Regions from separate parts of the Macaca mulatta genome. Here region 1 is linked to region 2. Evidence: chromatin contacts called from public Hi-C data. All regions are on one chromosome and are shown on one strand. The core of a region is the stretch at or near the end of the contact, and the rest is flanking DNA. Distances in the headings are between cores, read along the strand shown. Region 1 holds the start of ARHGAP29 (Rho GTPase activating protein 29). Region 2 has its middle 79 kb from the start of ARHGAP29.

What was found. A called contact is a pair of places that touch in the nucleus more often than the background predicts.
Region 1: a contact with region 2 is called in a Hi-C map of fibroblasts, with 2.8 times the contacts expected there. The contact joins the promoter of ARHGAP29 here to the enhancer-like site in region 2. A contact is called at or near these places in 4 of 14 Hi-C or Micro-C datasets (blood, cortical neurons, fibroblasts and 1 more).

Annotation. Positions count from the first base shown.
Region 1 is chr1:146,052,523-146,056,063 of T2T-MMU8v2.0, reverse strand. ARHGAP29 (Rho GTPase activating protein 29) reads right to left here and starts at 1,293. Exons shown (of 24, transcript XM_077952829.1): 1 at 1,152-1,293.
Region 2 is chr1:145,974,352-145,978,056 of T2T-MMU8v2.0, reverse strand. No RefSeq gene overlaps it. Among named protein-coding and RNA genes, the nearest start is that of ARHGAP29, 79 kb to the left of the region's middle. Within about 2 kb of position 1,721, at least 3 of the 40 cell types and tissues checked have an H3K27ac peak or open chromatin away from gene starts, as enhancers often do.

The DNA.
Region 1 (3,541 bases), core at 44-2,543, 78 kb before region 2:
TCTCCCAAACTGAATGAGGAGGAAGTGAAGCTAATTCCCAAAGAATAATAAAGAAAAAGGTAAATGTAGAACAAAAAGCTACTTGGAACTTTCATAAAACACCTCCTAACATTCCCCTCCCCCCTAACCCCTCCACCCCTTGCCCAAAAAAGATCCATCTTTAGAAAATAGAGAATGTCAAAGATCCAAAAAACACAATATGGAACGCCACCCTCGCTCTTTAAAGAGGGGTGGTGGTGGTGAAAAGGTGAAATAAACTCTGGACCTATCAGAGGGGCTGAAAGACAAGGGAGGAACGTCCTTGACTGCTCTGTTTAAACCAAGGGAAGACCTTCCCCCGGAACACCAAGTTTCTATCACAGACCCGGTCCTGGGACACCTAGGGAAACAAACGCACCGGGATCCGCTCTCCAGGTGGTAGCTGCAATCTCCCAGCTTGTCCCTTCCGATTTTGCAGAGCACACGACTTGCCCTAGAGCCATGGCTGGGAAAAGGTGGAAGGGCAGTAATGAGCGGGGAGCGAGAACGGGAGGAGTAGGGTGGGAGGGAACGACAGAGACGCTCCAGAAGGGGCACACAGTGAGAATGCGCAAAACGGTGTTTTACAACCTTAGATCTCCCTCCCCTAATAGCCAGGGCCTAGGTGAGGTGAAGTGCGATAAGAAAAAGTAAATATGGAACATGAAATGTCTGTTGTTTTACTCGGCCTTTACATATGTCAGACTGAAATTTCAGAAAACGTCACCAAACTTCCAAAAAGGATCCCAAGTGAGAAAGACGGACTTGAAGACCCCGTGAAGGAAACCAATGGGGGAAGGGTAAAGAAGCCCGTGAATTCCGCAGTGAGGCGATGAGGGCGGGTGGCTAGCGGGGCTGAGACACGCTCGGGGGGTCCTGGAAGGGGAGGAAAGTCCACCCGGCCAGCTTCTCCCCAGCTGCCCGCCGGCTGCCCAACTCGGAACGCGCGCACCCGGGGTCCGCGGCGTACCAGCAGCGCCCGCCCGCGTCCTCCCGCTCATCCGCGCCTGCCTCGCCGGGCGCGCCCGTAGCCCCGGCCGGACCCTGGACGGCAACTCGCCGGCGCCCGCGCGGACTACAGCCAGGAGCCACTACCGCCGCGGCCGAAGTGAGCGCCACCTCCCCACACTCACCACGGCGCTCCATCCCGCGTCCCGGACGCGGACGCCCGCCCCACACCTACGGCCGCCTCCACCGCCGAGGGCTGGAGCTCGCCGCCCCCATCCCCCACGGCCCGCGGACGCCCGGCCAAGCCGCAGCCGCAGCCGCAGCCGCAGACACCACCACCACCACCACCACCACAGCGGCGGCCGCCCCTGCAGCAACCCCCACAGCCGCGCCGGCCGCCCGCCCCGCCCCCTGGAGCCCAGCCCATTGGCCTGGTCTGCGCTCCCGGGGGCGGGGTCTGCGACCGCGGCAGGTGGGGGCGGCTGTAGCTCGCGCGCTGAAGGCAGCGGTCAGCTGTGCCCGGCCTGAAATTGTCCCAGCATCCCGGGCCGCCTAAAGTTACCCTAAAGAATTTTCATTCTTGTACCACTTACTCATTCGGCCGCCCTTTTGACTTGCAGCGGGGCAGGCGGAGCGACTTAGAGGAAAAGTCACCTTTTGTACCCTCCTGCAGGGAGCAGGTTCTCTGTCCTTGTTAAATTAGACATTTCTCAGGTGGACATTTTGAACTCCTTCCAGTCAGGACTCAGGTCTTCAACTTGTTTTGTCGGCCGTCTTCCTCCACCCTTCTTCTCCCATTCAAAACAAAAGTACATTTTGTGCTTAACTTTAAAACTTCCCCCACTCTTTTCTGTCTTCAACTGATTGTCACTTTCAGCAAACTAAATAAATTACTCAAAACATCAGCTATTATACAGTCCGCGGCACATGGCAGGTGCTCAGTAGATGCTAGTTGATTGCACGTCCCTAACCACGCCACCTGCTTCTTACCATTAGGTGCTCCTTGAGTCATGGGACTGTTCAACACGGTGGGGGAAGGCACAACCAAAATAAAGCATTTATCTAGATGTTGGATCACACATCATATCATGTTTGGAGGAAAACAAAACACTGAATTTATATATAATATATGTTAGTAACACTTACCAACTCTACTAAGAATACCTTTCAAACTGTGCTGACACATAAGCACTCCCTGAATATTAGCTGATTAATGGGTAAAATTATGGAAAGGGAGTTTGGAAAAATCACTTAAGTCATCTTCCCTTTAAATATTTTTCAAAAAGATTACATATCTGTCATATTCTTCACCCTTCTTCGTTAGGAGAAATATATTTGAAAACATTCTCAAAGGAAGATGGTAGTTTTTGTTTTTGCTTTGTTTTTAGAGAGAGACAGGGCCTTTCTCTGTGCTCAGGCTGGAGTGCAGTGGCACAGTCATAGCTCACTGAAGCCTGGAACTCCTGGACTGAAGGAATACTCCCACCTCAGCCTCCTGAGTAGCTGGGACTACAGGCTCGTATCACCACACCCAGCTACTTTTATTTTTATGTTTCATAGAGATGGAGTCTGCTGTGTTGCCCAGGCGTCTCAAACTCCTGGCCTCAAGGGATCCTCCTGCCTCATCCTCCCAAAGTGCTGGGATTAGAGGTGCGAGCCACCACACCTGGGTCATTTTTATAAGTAAATATGATTATTAACTGAGAAAGAGTGAATGTCAAACATCTGCTATGTGGGACAAGTGGCTGTGTTTGGCAAAGAAACTAAAAAATAAAGGGCAATATCTCCACCACATCCTCTAACACTGACTCAGCATGTGCCCTGAATCATCCTTATAAGCCAACTAGGTTTTTTACCTTTAAATGTTTCTTCATTAAAGTGGCTTGTGATCATGGTTTTGGAGGATAAGGACTAACAGACACACAAACAAGAAATCAAAGGCATAACTGGATACTGCATTAATGAAGCATATATGACAGATGATGTGGTATTATTTTATAATTATAGTATATATTAACACATATCCACTCTGCTTATTGAAATATTCTTCATTCCTTCCATGATAGAGAATCCTGCCCCTGCTCTGAAGCCGTTCTGTTCTCTCCAGTGAAAATTAGTCATCCGCCGGGCACAGTGGCTCATGCCTGTAATCCCAGCACTTTGGGAGGCCAAGGTGGGCGGATCACCTGAGGTCAGGAGTTTGAGACCAGCCTGGCCAACTTGGAGAAACCCCATCTCTAGTAAAAATACAAAAAATTAGCCAGGTGTAGTGGCGCTTGCCTGTAGCCCCAGCTCTTGGGAGGCGGAGGCAAGAGAATCGCTTGAACCCCAGAGGTGTGGGCTGTGGTGAGCTGAGATTACGCCATTGCACTCCAGCCTGGGCAACAAGAGTGAAACTCCGTCTCAAAAAAAAAAAAAAAAAAACAGGAAGGAAAGAAAATTAGTCACCCTATTTGACATCATATTGTACATAGGATACTATTCTTGTGGCACTTGTGGTTTTGGTGCCATGGTTTTTGGCAGTGTTTATGCTAATTAGATTGAAAGTTCCACACTACCACATTAGTTAGGTCTG
Region 2 (3,705 bases), core at 472-2,971:
TATATTTTTATTGCTATTTGCTCAGGAAATGCCATAAGGATGATTTAACGATTTCAAATTGCCACCTCATTTGACATGCATTTTAGGTAACATAAAAATCATGCAATACGATTGAAACAAAAGAAAATAATTAGAGCAAAGAGAAAAATGCAAGCAGCGCAGTAAAGTGAAACAAGAAATAAAACCACTCAAGACAGGGAAATTCCAACCATAAAGACTCAGGTAGTTTCTGGAGGGGGATCACAAATTTGGCTCTGAGCAATGAAGAAAACAGACCAGTTACAGAATTCATGATGTTTTATAGCATACATATCAGGGGCTCAGGAGCCTTAAGACCTGAAAGATGTTTCTTACATATGGCCTCAAAAGGGACACTGATGTCATGAATGACACTTAAAGCAGATGAGTTTCCAATAGCCGTTTCTTATGGTATCACTGAAGGAGCCTTCAACTTAGGGCCTAACGACAAAGTGAAGTCCTTTAAAATTCAGTTATCCGAGGTAATGACATAATGCAGTTCAGAAATGAAGTTCTTTTATTATCTGACTTGATCCACAGATAAAGTTTAAAATATCTAAACTACCTAAAAGAAGACCAAGTGTGGTGGCTTACATTTGTAATGCTAGCACTTTGGGAGGCCAAGGTGGGAGGCTTGCTTGAACTTGGGAATTTAAAACCAGCCTGGGCAACATAGGGAGACCCTCTCTCTATAAAAAACGTAAAAATTAGCTGGGCGTGGTGGCTTATGCCTGCAGTCTCAACTACTCAGGAGGCTGAGGCGGGAGGATTGCTTGAACCCAAGAGGTCAAGGCTGCAGTGAGCTGTGATCACCGCCACTGCACTCTAGCCTGGGAGACAGAACGAGATTCCATCTCAAAAAAAAAAAAAAAAAGAAAGAAAGAAAAGAAAAAGGAAAGGAAAAGGAAGGGAAGGGAAGGGAGAAAGAAGAAAAGAAAGAAGGAAGGAAGGAAAAGAAAAGAAAAGAAAAAAGAAAAGAAAAGAAAAGATGGCCTGCATCTCTCCCTAAATGTTGTTTTCTCCAATCAAACTTCCATATGAATTAAGCAGCAGAGAAGTCAAGGATAAATTGTCTGGCAGGTACCCAACAGCTGAAACTCTATACTTCTGATTAGATGCGGATCTCCACCTAAGAACTTGGCATCCACTTGTGAAAGTGAAGGTTCCTAACCAGCCAGGTACTTGTATAGACCTACGTCCTCAAGGAGGCAGACTACAGTGTACCCACGGGGAGGGACCAGATTTCCTTCAGGAAATAGTCCACGTTTGCTGTAACATAACAACAAATGAACACCCAAGATCCATGGAGTGGCCATGGTGTGGGGCATAGATGACAACCCTCCCACCAACATTAGACACTGCATAGTTAGTTTTCTGTTATCCTGTTTTGATTTTGTCATGTATACCTCCCCACCCATTAGAGTAGTTAGTTGAGAATTGACTGTTAAAAATGAAATCAACCTGCAGAGAAAAAGTCATGTTGGATGAATCACTGGGGCCCTAGGCTGTTGGCTTCATGTTTGATTTGGATGCTTCCCAATCCAGTCTTGTGTAGGTCACCCCATATAGCCTCCTCCATCAGCAGGATGATTTTGCTTTAGAAAATATGTACACTTGGTAAACTGTCAAAGTGAGTTGTATGTAAGGTATGTGTTGTTCAGAGGGAGAAAATATTTTTAGCACTACTTGAAGTCTTTATACCTGACAATGCATTAAGAATTCAACACAGTAATCTTATTGTTTTAGCTGTTGCCTTTACCATTACTCATGCAGCATGACTGGGACAAAAATTAATGACCCCCCACAACCTCCACAGTGTTTGGTGTGTGTGAGTTTAAAAAAAAAAAATCTTTTGGTTTGGGATGAATGCGTTGAACAATCCACCATCTGGTGTACAAATATTTTTATAGACACGAATCCAAATACCACAAAATCACTGCCATGGCTCAGGTCCTGTGAATCTTTCTCTGAGGCAGACTTTTTATTAAATGTGATTATTCTTCAACTATGAGACTCTCTGCAGGAGCATTAAGATTTAGCCTTGAGAACAAAACTCTCGGGGTTGACCAATATTTTTTAACAGATGGAAAGAACTCACCCTGGAGCTAATTTCGAGGAGAACAAAAAAGAATTTTGTTTTTGCTTTTTTGTTTACATACTAAGCGTATACAAACTGAATCGGTGACAACTTCTGTTACATTCCTGCTGTGATCCTGGCTGGTGGAAGAAGATAAGATACCCGTAAGCTCTGCGGGCATCAAGTTTCGGCCCTGTCAGGTGTAATCAGAACCCTGGTCTTAAAACCAAGGCCTCCACTCCACCTCCTCAGGCAGAGGACACTTCATTCCCCAGCCCCAGGCACTAAGAGGAAAAGGAAGGATCCATCCTGTAAGAGCAAAATGAAACAAAACAGTAACCCTGGGTTTGTGTGTTCCCTTTAACTCTTTACACCCTGGAATTAATGCAAAGTGGTATATATTTAATATCGAATTCCCTCACCTCACAATGTGATAATGACAAGAGATTTTTAGAAGTCATGGATTGTAGTTTTAGAAAATTAAGATTCTCCTCTGAAACTAATGTAAAGAAAATTGATGAGTCTGTGCATTTGATGGGATTCCTAAGTCAGCACCATGTCGTGAAGACATTTTCTGAGACAGTGAGTTTGCTCAAAATGTCACTCCAATTTTTAAAGCATGGAGAAAATTGCTTGTCAGTGAATGTACCACTCAGAGCAAAATAGAATTTTTATTGCTAGATTTCCTTTCAAAGTTAAAAATGAGGGTAAACAGAACCAAAAGGCTGTTTGGGGGAATGTAGTGATCTGGGGAAGAGAATGATGGCATATCGTTGGAGCTTCCAGCTTTGCTAGTGGAACTCATTGGAAAGTCCATGAAAATCACCACAGAGCTCAGACATAGTTCTTAACTGGCAAAACCGTCCTAAAATGACTGGACTCTGATCCAGCCGCCTTGGGAGAAGTGGGAGAAATAACAGTCCCACTTCAGCGATCGGCAAACTAAGGTACAGTGGAAACTGAGCGGTGGGGCCAGTCAGTAGTGAGCGGCAGACAGGCCCCAAAGAGCTGAGGAAGTGTAAACTCCGGTGATAAGGCGATAACTTGAGGAAATTAAAAGCCCGTAGTGTGGGAAAGAACAATTAGCCAAGACAGAGGGGCAGGAAGGAATACAGAATGAATTACAATCAGAGGAAGCTAGCCGGCAACAAAAGAGATGAACTGGCGGGGGCGGGGCGAGAGGGAAGGGAGAAGTGACTTAAGAATGCTGGCTTCTCCGGGTTCCATCACCGCCTTATTGTTAGGTCGCCGTCGCTGTGCTCATAATTTAACCCCTTCATGCCTCGGAGTGTCTAACTCCAAGGCAGCTCTCTTTATTCATGAAGGTCTTTGAGATTATGCCACGAATATGATGAATTCCAGATAAGAATGACTGCATCATTAGTTTAGAAAAAGATACCCCCATCCAAAAGAAAAAAAGAAGAAGTTTAAGCTTCTATAGATTAGCAAAATATTTCCATCAGAAACATAAGAAGAAACACATAAAACACAAATAATCAGCAAATGCAGATGTTTTAAGACCAAGAAGAAAGTGTTCATGAAAATGAAATGTTTTAAAGGAAAACATGAAAAGGTGTTTAAAAATAATTTTGATGACTATCGAGATGACC